3 separate regions of the Mus musculus genome follow, and regions 1 and 3 are each linked to region 2. A link is a contact called in public ChIA-PET and HiChIP or PLAC-seq data. All regions are on one chromosome and are shown on one strand. The core of a region is the stretch at or near the end of the contact, and the rest is flanking DNA. Distances in the headings are between cores, read along the strand shown.

Region 1 (3,490 bases), core at 226-2,725, 170 kb before region 2:
GTCCTCAAGCTTGAGTAGTGCTGAACTCTGCCTGGCTTCAGGGATCGACCTAACCAGGGCAACAAGGGAATGAAGAAAGGACAGACACACATACAGAAGAGCTGGGATTGGGTACGCTTGGATCATTATAGTGGCCACCAAATGCAGCCCCAAACCTCAGCATGCCTAATGCATACAAGAAGGTGGGTTTGTAGCTTTAGTTGAACAAGGAGGCAGGATGAGTTAATTTTTGGTAGGGGTTCTCTATAGGGAAACATCCCAGGCTGCAGCCATTCTGGAGGAGGAAGCTGTGGTTGATAGCATCCACACACGCCGTCAGCATTCAAAGAGAGGGACCAGAGGAAAACTTTGCCATCCCTTTGAGCCTCACCCTGGAAGGCTTTGTCACCCATGGGGTCTGAGGTGTTGGAGTCCTTGACATGGCTGTGTTCATGTCAACAATACATTCAGTCAAGACTTCCACTCTCAACAGCACGGCCAAGTGCTTTGCCACTGAGTCATCATCTCTCCAGTCCTTGAAACTAACGTTCACAGCACTGTTATTCCACGACACCTACAATACTCAAACTATCCAATTGCCCTTCAAGAAACAGCTGGATAAACAAAAGTTTGGTACATTTAAAATATTATTTGGCCTTAAAAAAAGAAAAAAGGAAGAAAATTCTAACATCCTACAAAACCTTGAAAGCATCATGCCAAGTGACACAGGTGAGTGGCAGAGAGGCATCTATCCTGTCACTCATTTGAAGGGCTAACGTAGATCCTATTAGACAAGGAAGTCGAATGGAGGCTTCCAGGCACGGCAGACGGGGGTTATTTTGATGAGTAGTTTTTTTGTTTTTCTTTTTTTTTTTTTTTAAATTTTTTTTTGTTATTTATTTATTTATTATATGTAAGTACACTGTAGCTGTCTTCAGACACTCCAGAAGAGGGAGTCAGATCTTGTTACGGATGGTTGTGAGCCACCATGTGGTTGCTGGGATTTGAACTCTGGACCTTCGGAAGAGCAGTCGGGTGCTCTAACCCACTGAGCCATCTCACCAGCCCCTTGTTTTTCATCATAGCTATTTTTATCATTTGCTTTTTGTTTATTTTGGTGACAGGATTTCTCACCACACAGTCCAGGCTTACAGGTAAAGCCCACCAAGCTAGCTCAGCTTCGCACAACGAATAAAGTTACGGAAATGAGTGGAAACATTATGAATGTTTAATACCATGGACATGTACATTTAAAACTGGTTGTAAGGCTTGTCACTGTGACGGGGTATCTCACAGCTCAGGCTGACCTCCCACTGTGCATAGCTGAGATGACCTTGAATTCCCGATCTTGCTTCTACCTCCCAAGTGCTGGGATTACAGGTGTGTGCGGCTATTTGGCTGATGGTAATGTTTACCTAATTTCAACTTTAGAGGTTAGAGGGGTGGAGAGGACAAAGGGTAAGAAGGAAACAGGAAGTGTTGCTTCTGAGGTTCGTTCTGAGAGCACAGGCAAACAGGTCTAACTTGCTTCCAGGTAGAATACAGCAGTCAGGGAGCGAGCCCTGTAAACCACAAAGCAGCCAGAAAGACCGTGTGGGACATGCAACTCTACTCATAGTTAGCCAACTCAAAAGAAGCCAGAGGAAAGGAAGTTAAGACTAAAAGCGGGACATGGTGGAACACACGTGTAGCCTTTGTCAGGAATGGAAAGCAGGAAGACCCTAGTTCAAAGGTAGCCTGGATTACAAAGTAAGGCTGTTTCCAAAGAGAGGAGGGAATAGGGAGGAGGAAGGAGAGAGGAACGGAAAGGGGGAGTAGACAGTCACAATGACAGCTGCTTTAGAGAAACAGCCAAACATTTCCACTAAAGGGAAGAGACAGTCAGATAAGAATAAATTCCAACTAACTTCAACTCTCAAGGTGAGGTAGGCAGATCTCTGAGTGTGAGGCCAACTTGGTCTACAAAGCAAGCTCCAGGCCATCAAAGGCTGTCTCAAAACACACAAAACAAGTAAACAAAAGAATAAAGACCCCATCAAAGCCTGTGGGGCTACCATTTTTGTTTACATGTGTTTAACGTGTATGGCAATGCAGGGGTCACTTCTTTCCTCCCACTATGCTGGTCCCACGCAGGTCCTTGGGCTTGGCAGCCAGTGAGCCTCTAGCTACTGAGTCACCTCAGCTGCTGTTTATTTATTCTAAATTGTTTAATCTATACACAAAGGAAAGGAAATGAAAGGACAGAAAAGCATACACAGGAGTACCAAGAAGCTGTGTGCTGGAGTATTACTGTCAGACAAGTAGACTTCAAAGAACACATGGACAGAGAAGCCGTACACGATGCTAAAGGGTGAACGTGTTTTGAGAATGTAACAATTCTATTACATGCAGGCAAAAACTTAAAAAAAAAAAGATAAAACACGCAGAGCCACAGGGATGTTTGGTGATTCCAACTCTTTTTGGAAACAGGAGATGACAGAAAATCCATCAGGATACTGAAAAGATGAGAGATTCCACCGACTTTTGGAGCTAAACCCGCCAACCAGCAAAGTACACATTCTCTTCAGGAGCTTGAGAAACAAGCATTGTCACCACCACCGTCTGGCCCATAAAACAAGTCTCAAAAAAATGTAAAACTTAAATCTGACCTTTATGGAATTGAGTTTTAAAATAACAAAACAATGGAAATCCTCCAAATATTTAGAAATTGAGCATACTTTTGTGTGACTCATCACTCAAAGAATAATTTTAAAAAAAAATCAGAAAGTTATAAACTGAATAAGGAACACAGAGCCAGGCATGTCGGTAAAGGCTTGACAAGGCACACTTTTAACCAAGTACTCCGGAGGCAGACACAGGCAGACTCGAGTTCAAGGTCAGCCTGATTTATGAACCCCTGCCTCAGGACAAATGAAGAACAAGCCCCCTACAAACTCCCCCAAAAAATCAAAATGAAGAAAATCTAAAACATAAGTGTACGCAGACATGACTGAACAATCGTGGTGGTTCGAACGAGAATGACCCCCATAGACTCATATATTGGAATGCTTGGTCCCCAGTTGGTGGAACTGTTTGGGAAGGATAAGGTGTGCCCTTGTTGGAAGAGGTGTGTCACCGGGAACAGGCTACTCAAAACTCGCAGCCACTCCCAGTGTGGTGTGCTTGTGCGTGTGGCTCACGCTGTAAGTCATCACTACTGCTCCAGAACCATGCTTACCTGCTCAGGACCATGGACCCACCCTCTGCAACTGGGAGCCTCCAACAAACTCTCTCTTCTGTAAGTTGCCTTGGTCAACTTGGTGTCTCATCACAGCAATAGAAAAGTGGTAACAGCCCATCTCAACACAACAGAGCAGAATTGGGAGTCACAGCCTTATCCTTCTCAGCACCGACAACCTGTTTTTGATAGAAATTCTGACTGGAGACGGTCAGCTTCCAGCAGGCATTGCCTATCAAGTTTGGCCATCAATCAGTTGATTACTTTTGAACGTGGTAAAGGGAAAACTCAGGA
Region 2 (3,464 bases), core at 64-2,563:
ACCCAGGCCTCCAAAACCTAAGAACTATTTGACATCAAGACAGAAAAGCTGCCCGACATATGCTCTAGGCTACCTCGCTCTATTCTAAAATGGAAGTAGGGGCTGGGTGTTGTAGTGATGCCATTAATACCAGCACTTGGGAAGTAGAAGGGTCAAGAATTTACTTACAGTCACCCTCAGCTACATAATGAGTTCAAGGCCAGCCTGGTTTACATAGACTGTCTCAAACCACTTCACTTCCCCCCCCCACAAAAATCTGGATATTTGAGCTTCCTTTTTCCTCTGACAATTCCTTTTTCCTCTTTCTCAACATATATATGTATATATGTGTGTGTAACTTCATATATGTGTATATATGTGTGTGTGTAACTTCATATGTGTGTGTATCTTCATATATGTGTATATGTGTGTGTGTAACTACTACAGGTGATGTCACATTCATACCATCTGTATCATAAGGTATTTAGTAAGAATGAGGACTCAGGGCTGGGAGTGTAGCTTATAGTATGTATGGGCCCCAGGGAGGATGCACACAAAAGAAACAAATATACCTCAACATGTTTCATTTTTAAAAGGGGGGAGGGGCATCAGCTAGATGGCCCAGCAGGGCTGCCAAGCCTGGCCTGAAAGGCCTGAGTTCAGTCCCCTGGACCGATCTGATAGGAGAGAACGGACTCCCACAAGTTGTCCTCTGACCTCTACACTATCACTATCACTATGGTGAGCACAGCTCTGCACACTCACACACTAAATAAATAAAGTGTTATAATAAAACACTTAAATATTATTCTAAAATAAAAAACGAGAGAGAGAGAGAGAGCGCAAGACCATTTAGCTAACTGACCTGAGGTCTGTTTGATACTGTAAGTTAGCTATATCCATTGACAAGAACGACCGAAACAGCTGTTTGCTTTCTCAGACCTGTGACCTCAGCTGTAATAAAAAGCAAGCACCAGTCCGGTCTGATAAGATACAAATGTTGGCAAAAAGCCTAGAACCTCACAGAACCCTTCACACCTGCTCCTCCCACCTCGCCCACTGCTGTTTGCACTGGGCGGGGCTTCTCTCTGGGGCTTGGGAAACAGCCCTGGGCCTTAAACGTCTTTAGAGTTTCGTTTTTCAAGGGATTTTGCTGAGTTAAAAAAAAAAAAAAAAAAAAAAAAAAAAGAACCAGAGGCTATTGCTTGGAAACCAGCTAAGCAAATAGATTTCCAATTTATTGGATTTCTGAATTCTCCCATTCTTACAGAGCTTGGTAGAAAGATATATTGCAAAACTATTAAAGACAGATGAATGCGAAGCTGCAGTGCGTTTATAGCCCGAGCAGAGTCCACTGTCATCTTTCAAAGTGTCAGTCTGTAAATATTAGTCAGCTGGTTACAGGAAATAAAATTCCTTCAGAAACAAACCACCGAACAGATATTTACATTTCAGTTCAGTTCAAACAGGATAATTTATGATCAGTGGAAGAACTCAACCCGCAAACGCGATAGATTTATAAATTGAATTAAGAACATAACTTGTATACATCCTGTAGGAATGAATACACTGTCCTCCGCATGTGACCAGGATCGGGTGTCACTGCCAAGAACCACCCATCCTTCAACCTGCTCTGTGCTCATGATGCCCCCTGGTGGCTGCCAGCAGAACAGCTTGATTCCAGATCTACCTTCTTATTCTTATCCTTACAAAGTTCCTACACAGACCCACTTCCCTTTCCTCTCATCTCCACTGGCCAGCAGCTTTATCTTGTATTTCTTCTTTCATACACTATAAATCCATCAACTCTACAGAAATATTATGGAAATTGGGAAAGTTAATCTTCAATTGTAATTTATATCACCATGGCAGATCATTCAAACAATCTGTGCTCTGTGCACCCATTTCAGGAAGTGTTTGGCACACTGGATTTCCCTGGTTCTGGAACAAAATTCAGGCATCCCTTCTCCCCCACTCAGGAGACAAAGCACACACCCAGGTGCTCCAGACAGTTCATCCCACAAAGTACCTCAATTTAACAGGCAAGAAGGGGAACACTTTACTCTATTCTACTTCCTGACTCTAACATTACTGTCCTTCAGATCAGCCAGTTCGCAAATGGTGGCCCCACCTGTCAGATGTGCTATTCAAAAACTAAACCTCAGCCTCCTTGTGTCCATTTTCCTGGCTACCAGCAAGCCTTGGAATCTTACCTCCTTCTATCTCCTTTAATCTCCCTGGACATCTTCTGCCTATATCTTACTTCCCAAGGAACCAGTTTTTCCATTTTCCTACCTCCTGTGGCCTCAGAGTAGTTCTAAAAGGAGACACCGGTGGGCTCTAAGAAGTCTCCTTAAAGACATACTGGAAGCACACAGCCTGAGTCTCAACACTCTAGAGACAGAGGTAGGCAGAGCTCTCTGAGGTCAAGACCAGGCTAGACTACATGGCAAACCTGGCAACCTGAGATCTGAGCAAGATACCCAGAATGCACACAGAGGCGGAAAGAGAAGTCCAAGTCCATAAGGCTCTCTCTGTCCTCCACACATGCCAGGTCATGTGCACACACACACACACACACACACACACACACACACACGCACACACACATACATAGTAACAGGAATTTTTTTAAAAGACACCATGGAGCATGGCTACCCCAAAACTTCCCTCAGCATTTCCCTTCTCCATATACAATAAAACCTACCTCCTCTTCTGGATGTCAAACGCACGAGTGACCTGGACTCCCTACCTCCTCACACCACACACTCTGTATGGCTTACTACGCCTCTTGGGCTCAGAATGAACGTCTGCTCTTCAGACATTCCAGACCCATTCCACCTAAGGATCATGGTCCTGGGAGATCTTCTCTGTCTCCTCAGATCTGGCCCCTGGCTTTCCAGATCTCAATCTAGGGGTTACACCCTCACCGATCACCTAATTTAGGGGGCCACCTTGGCAATTATTCTGTGGGGTTATCTTAACCCTGCACATCACTTGTGACTCCTCCACATTCTTCTCGAGCGTGTGTTATGACTACCATCTCAGCTCCCCCAAAAGTCAGCTTGAGAAACTAGAACTGTGGTTTTTATGTTCAGCACTTCATCCCTGGGATATAGAAAGTGTGCCGAGGCAAAGGAAATGCTAAATAACATTCTTTATTTATTGACTAAGTGAATAAATAGAATATTAACAATCAACTGGGCTACCTGGGAGACTTCGTCTATTTTAAAAAGAAAAGTGCCCATAACAGAGCTATGCACTTTTAATAATATGAAGGTAAAAACAAAATTAAAAAAAAATACTGCCAGATCGCATTATAGAAAAATATATCTTTAGTTTAATGAATTTCAAATCATGAAATATTTATGAACTTTTTTTTTTTGATACTTAAGAATCTTACAGGACATCTTCCACAGCCGCCAAAGCTCTACATAATTTAGTCACCAAAGACAGAGAACAATGCCTTTCTTACCTCTGATGAG
Region 3 (3,693 bases), core at 1,158-3,657, 200 kb after region 2:
AGGCACTGAAAAGGAAAAGCTGGGAAGGCAGCGTCCTGGAAGGGTACCCAAGAGGGTCTAAGTCTGTCACAGCCTCCTCCCAACTCCCCACAAATGACCCGAGCTTAGCAATAGCACCTGTGGAAACAAAGACAAATGCCTAGGGCTGGCTGGGGACCTAGATACCCTACAGGCAGCTAGAGAAACTTCCAGAAGCTTGTCTCATGCCTGGGTGTGGCAGAGCAAAGGAGCTGGGCAGCCAGGAGAGCCAAACATCCAAACTGAGGGGTAGAAACAAGGGAAGTTGGTGGGGCAGAAACACGTAATATGACTGGAAAAGCCAAGCAAGGGTAGTTAGACCACACCCCACCGTGCTTAGGACCCTGCAGTGTGGGATGAGCTAGGGTGGGGAGGAATGAGTTCTGATGGAAAGGAGGTACCATCTGTCCTCTGGAAGCTACAACAGGGCAGGCAGGTAAGAAGCAGGTACCGGTCTTCATCTGCACGAACAGAATGAAGAAGGACAACAAATTCCATGCTGATTGAGAAAGGATGCCAATTAAGGAGACATGCCAGAGCCTGGAGTTTTTTAAAGATAAAGCTAAGCAAGCTAGAGATACTCTTTAAGAATCATGGAAAGAATAATTCCCAGCAGCCTATTCTCTTAAAAATTAATAAGGAGCCAAGCATGTCGTGCAGGCCTCTAACCCCAGGACTCAGGTGGCAGAGAAGTCTGAGTTCAAGGGCCTCTTGGTCTTTACAAAGTGAGTTCCAGGCCAGTCATGGCTACACAGAGACACCCTGTCTAGAAACAAACAAACAACAACAACAAAGAATAAAGAAGCACAATACCAGGGGCTGGAATGTCACACCGAGGTAGAGTGTTATCTATAGGTCTGGGTTCCTTCCCCAGCATCAAGACAGTTTATAAAGGAGATGGATGGCTGGGGAGATGGGAAAGTGCTTAAGCATATTTACGTTTTATTCAACTTGACACAAGCTAGGTCATCCCAGAGCTCCTAAAGGGAGATGGGAAGAAACAACAGGGGGATCCTGGTAAGCCTGTGGAACAGCTAGCCTAGCATATGAAACCACAAACAAGAGACCCTGGCTCAAGCCAGCTGAAATCAAGCAGTTATACCAGAGGGTGTCCTCTGAAGTCCACATAAACACCCTCACATATAATAAGCACACACACACACACACACACACACACACACACACACACACACACACACTTTAAAATTCCTGTTAAGCTAGGTGCTGTGTAACCAGGAGCCCAACATCATCCTCAGATACATAGCAGGTTCAAGGTCATTCAGGATTACATAAAACCCTGTTCTAAATAAATAAATAAATAAATAAATAAATAAATAAAGCCTCATGCTGTATTACAAAATGAGCCCTGTAGCAGAACTAATTAGTTCTGACTATTCTCTCTTATTAGGGAAACATAGTGATTATTTAAATAACTAAAGAACAAAAAGAAACAAAGTTCACTGGCAATAGAAAGTATGTGCTTCGGTACAGGCCTTTATTTCCAGCACTTGGGAGGCAGAGATAGGCGGGTCTCTGGGAGTTCTAAGACAGCCTGGCATATGAGTTCCAGGATAGCCAAGGCTCTTACAAAGAGAAATCCTCTCTCAAAAAACAAAACCAAAGAGGGAGGGAGAAAGGAAGGAAGGAAGGACAAACTTAACTATGCAAAACCCCTGAAGAGTTCTGTATTTACTTGTCCAAAATTTTTAGCAGAAAGCTCTAGAAAAATACCAGTTTGGGCCCCAAAAGGTGGCTCAGACAGTAAAGTTCTTGCTATGAAAGCCTAATAGCTTGAGTGTGACTCTCAAACCCACAGAAAGGTAGAAGAGACTCAGCTCCACAAAGTTCTCTCTGATCTCCATATGCACACTGTGGCGTCTGTACTCACTCGTGTGTACACACACACACACACACACACACACACTCACACTCATGATGATGATGACAATGATGATGATGATGATGATGATATCTGGTCAAACCAAGTCTGAAAACAGGTATAAAAAGAGACTATTTGCCTGGCCGTGGTGGAGCATGCCTTTAATCCTAGGATCTCTGTGAGTTCAAGGCCACTGGTCTACAGAATGAGAAAGAGTAAAAGAGAGAAAGCCAGTGAGAGAGAGAGATGGAGATGGGAGAGGGAGAGGGAGAGGGAGAGGGAGAGGGAGAGGGAGAGGGAGAGGGAGAGGGAGAGGGAGAGGGAGAGGGAGAGGGAGAGGGAGAGGGAGAGGGAGAGGGAGAGGGAGAGCAAAAGAGCTAGATTCTTCATTCTTAGATTCAAAACAAACAAAAAGGCTGAGGACGTGGCTCAGTTGGAACAGCTTGCTTAGCATGCACAAAGCTCTTGTTCAACCACCAGTACTATAAAAACAAACAAATCAGGGTAGCAAAGCCGTGACTCATCCGTCACATGAAGAGATGCAGCAGAAACAGTTCAGGTGAGCACCCTAGGAAGAGCAGTGAGGAAAACTCCACTGGGTGGCAAAATCCTATTGATTTAACTAGAGTGTTTTGAGACAGGGTCTCGTGCTGTCAAGGCTGCTCTTGGTCGTTCTGTTTCTACCTTCTGAGCTCTGAAATCACAGGCATTATATCATCATATTGCACTAAGACCTTTCTCTCTATGTGTGCATTTGTTGTGAATGTGTGTGTGTGTGTTGAGTATGTTTTGAATATTTTAAATTTATTCTTTGACAAGTTGACAATTTCAAACATGTATACAATGTATCTTGTTTGTATCCAACAGAAATCCCCATGGCTACTCCTCTGGGTTTCCCTAATATTTTCTCTTCCTACCTTCCTGTCTTTCTTTTTAGAGCCTATTGAGTCTGGCTAGCACTGCCTGCATGCACATGACTGTGGAGCCATCCACTGGAGCCTGGGTAACGTAACAATAGACACACTCCTAAAGAAAAATGACTCTCCTGCTCATCAATTGAACTTGTGGATTGCCAACAGTTCCTCGGCTGTGGGAAAGCCTCGTGAACTCCTCTCCCCTCCAGGCTGGAATGTTGACTGACTTGATCTCATGCAGGTCTTGTGCTGGTAAGCACAGCTGTTGTGAGCTCATGAGTGCCATAGCCATGCCATGCCCATAAAAGCATTTCACAGCACCCCTCCCTGACCTTCCACTCTTGCGTTATTTCTGCCCCATCTTCCTTGACAGTCCTTGAGTTGTGGGTGGAGGGGTTGTAGGACTGATATAAACGTCCCGTTTGGGGGTGAGCTCTCAAGAGTCCCTTATCCTCAGCATTTTGACCAGTAATCAGGTTGAGAGCAGCACTAATGTATGGTTATAAATGTAAATATTTTAGAAGGCTGTTTGACAGCATGTCCATTTAGCAAATAAGAGTAGAGGTTCCTCTATAGCCATGAGCTTTAGACCATAGTACCAGGCATGGATTGTCTCCTGTAGAGAGAATTCCTTCCTCAAATCTAAGCAGGAAACAGTTGGTTATCTCCACAGTAGCTATGCTGCTATTGCACAGGTAGGCACACTTTGCCTGGCAGGCCGGCGTTGTAATATGCAGGATCCACTGCTGGGTAAATCCACTGATGGCTCTTCTTCCCTAGTGGGGCTGCAGAGTATCTTCCAGCACTGTGAAACATGACCAGCAGGGAAAAGGTTTTCAGGTCAGTCCTTCATTGATTTCTTCATGTCCTGCAACCAACGTG

Evidence for each region. ChIA-PET counts read pairs in DNA pulled down with a chosen protein or histone mark. HiChIP or PLAC-seq counts read pairs in DNA pulled down with a chosen protein or histone mark.
Region 1: an ESRRG ChIA-PET map of liver shows a contact between it and region 2, with 8 times the contacts expected there. The contact joins two enhancer-like sites. A contact is called at or near these places in 2 of 39 promoter capture datasets (the 3T3-L1 cell line and hippocampal neurons), 5 of 15 datasets of contacts at CTCF or cohesin (CD8 T cells, the NIH/3T3 cell line, embryonic stem cells and 1 more), 62 of 484 Hi-C or Micro-C datasets (2-cell-like embryonic stem cells, the C2C12 cell line, CD8 T cells and 34 more), 24 of 115 datasets of contacts at active chromatin or transcription factors (the NIH/3T3 cell line, SST interneurons, craniofacial prominence and 17 more) and 4 of 9 other capture datasets (adipose tissue, embryonic stem cells, liver and 1 more).
Region 3: a FOXA1 HiChIP or PLAC-seq map of pancreatic cancer cells shows a contact between it and region 2. The contact joins two enhancer-like sites. A contact is called at or near these places in 2 of 39 promoter capture datasets (hippocampal neurons and neural stem cells), 5 of 484 Hi-C or Micro-C datasets (the HL-1 cell line and embryonic stem cells), 6 of 115 datasets of contacts at active chromatin or transcription factors (bone marrow-derived macrophages, embryonic stem cells, fetal liver and 2 more) and 2 of 9 other capture datasets (adipose tissue and liver).

Annotation. Positions count from the first base shown.
Region 1 is chr6:134,441,951-134,445,440 of GRCm38.p6, forward strand. No RefSeq gene overlaps it. Among named protein-coding and RNA genes, the nearest start is that of Gm52921, 7.4 kb to the right of the region's middle. Within about 2 kb of position 1,476, at least 61 of the 459 cell types and tissues checked have an H3K27ac peak or open chromatin away from gene starts, as enhancers often do. A contact at or near this core is called in the C2C12 cell line, granulosa cells, hepatocytes and 1 more, where this site is marked.
Region 2 is chr6:134,613,863-134,617,326 of GRCm38.p6, forward strand. Mansc1 (MANSC domain containing 1) reads right to left here. Exons shown (of 4, transcript NM_026345.4): 3 at 3,455-3,464. Among named protein-coding and RNA genes, the nearest start is that of Gm38910, 7.6 kb to the left of the region's middle. Within about 2 kb of position 1,314, at least 70 of the 459 cell types and tissues checked have an H3K27ac peak or open chromatin away from gene starts, as enhancers often do. A contact at or near this core is called in the C2C12 cell line, the HL-1 cell line, granulosa cells and 4 more, where this site is marked.
Region 3 is chr6:134,817,549-134,821,241 of GRCm38.p6, forward strand. 1700055D16Rik (RIKEN cDNA 1700055D16 gene) reads left to right here. Exons shown (of 2, transcript NR_151454.1): 2 at 2,835-3,693. Among named protein-coding and RNA genes, the nearest start is that of Crebl2, 11 kb to the right of the region's middle. Within about 2 kb of position 2,408, at least 33 of the 459 cell types and tissues checked have an H3K27ac peak or open chromatin away from gene starts, as enhancers often do. A contact at or near this core is called in the HL-1 cell line, neural stem cells and pancreatic cancer cells, where this site is marked.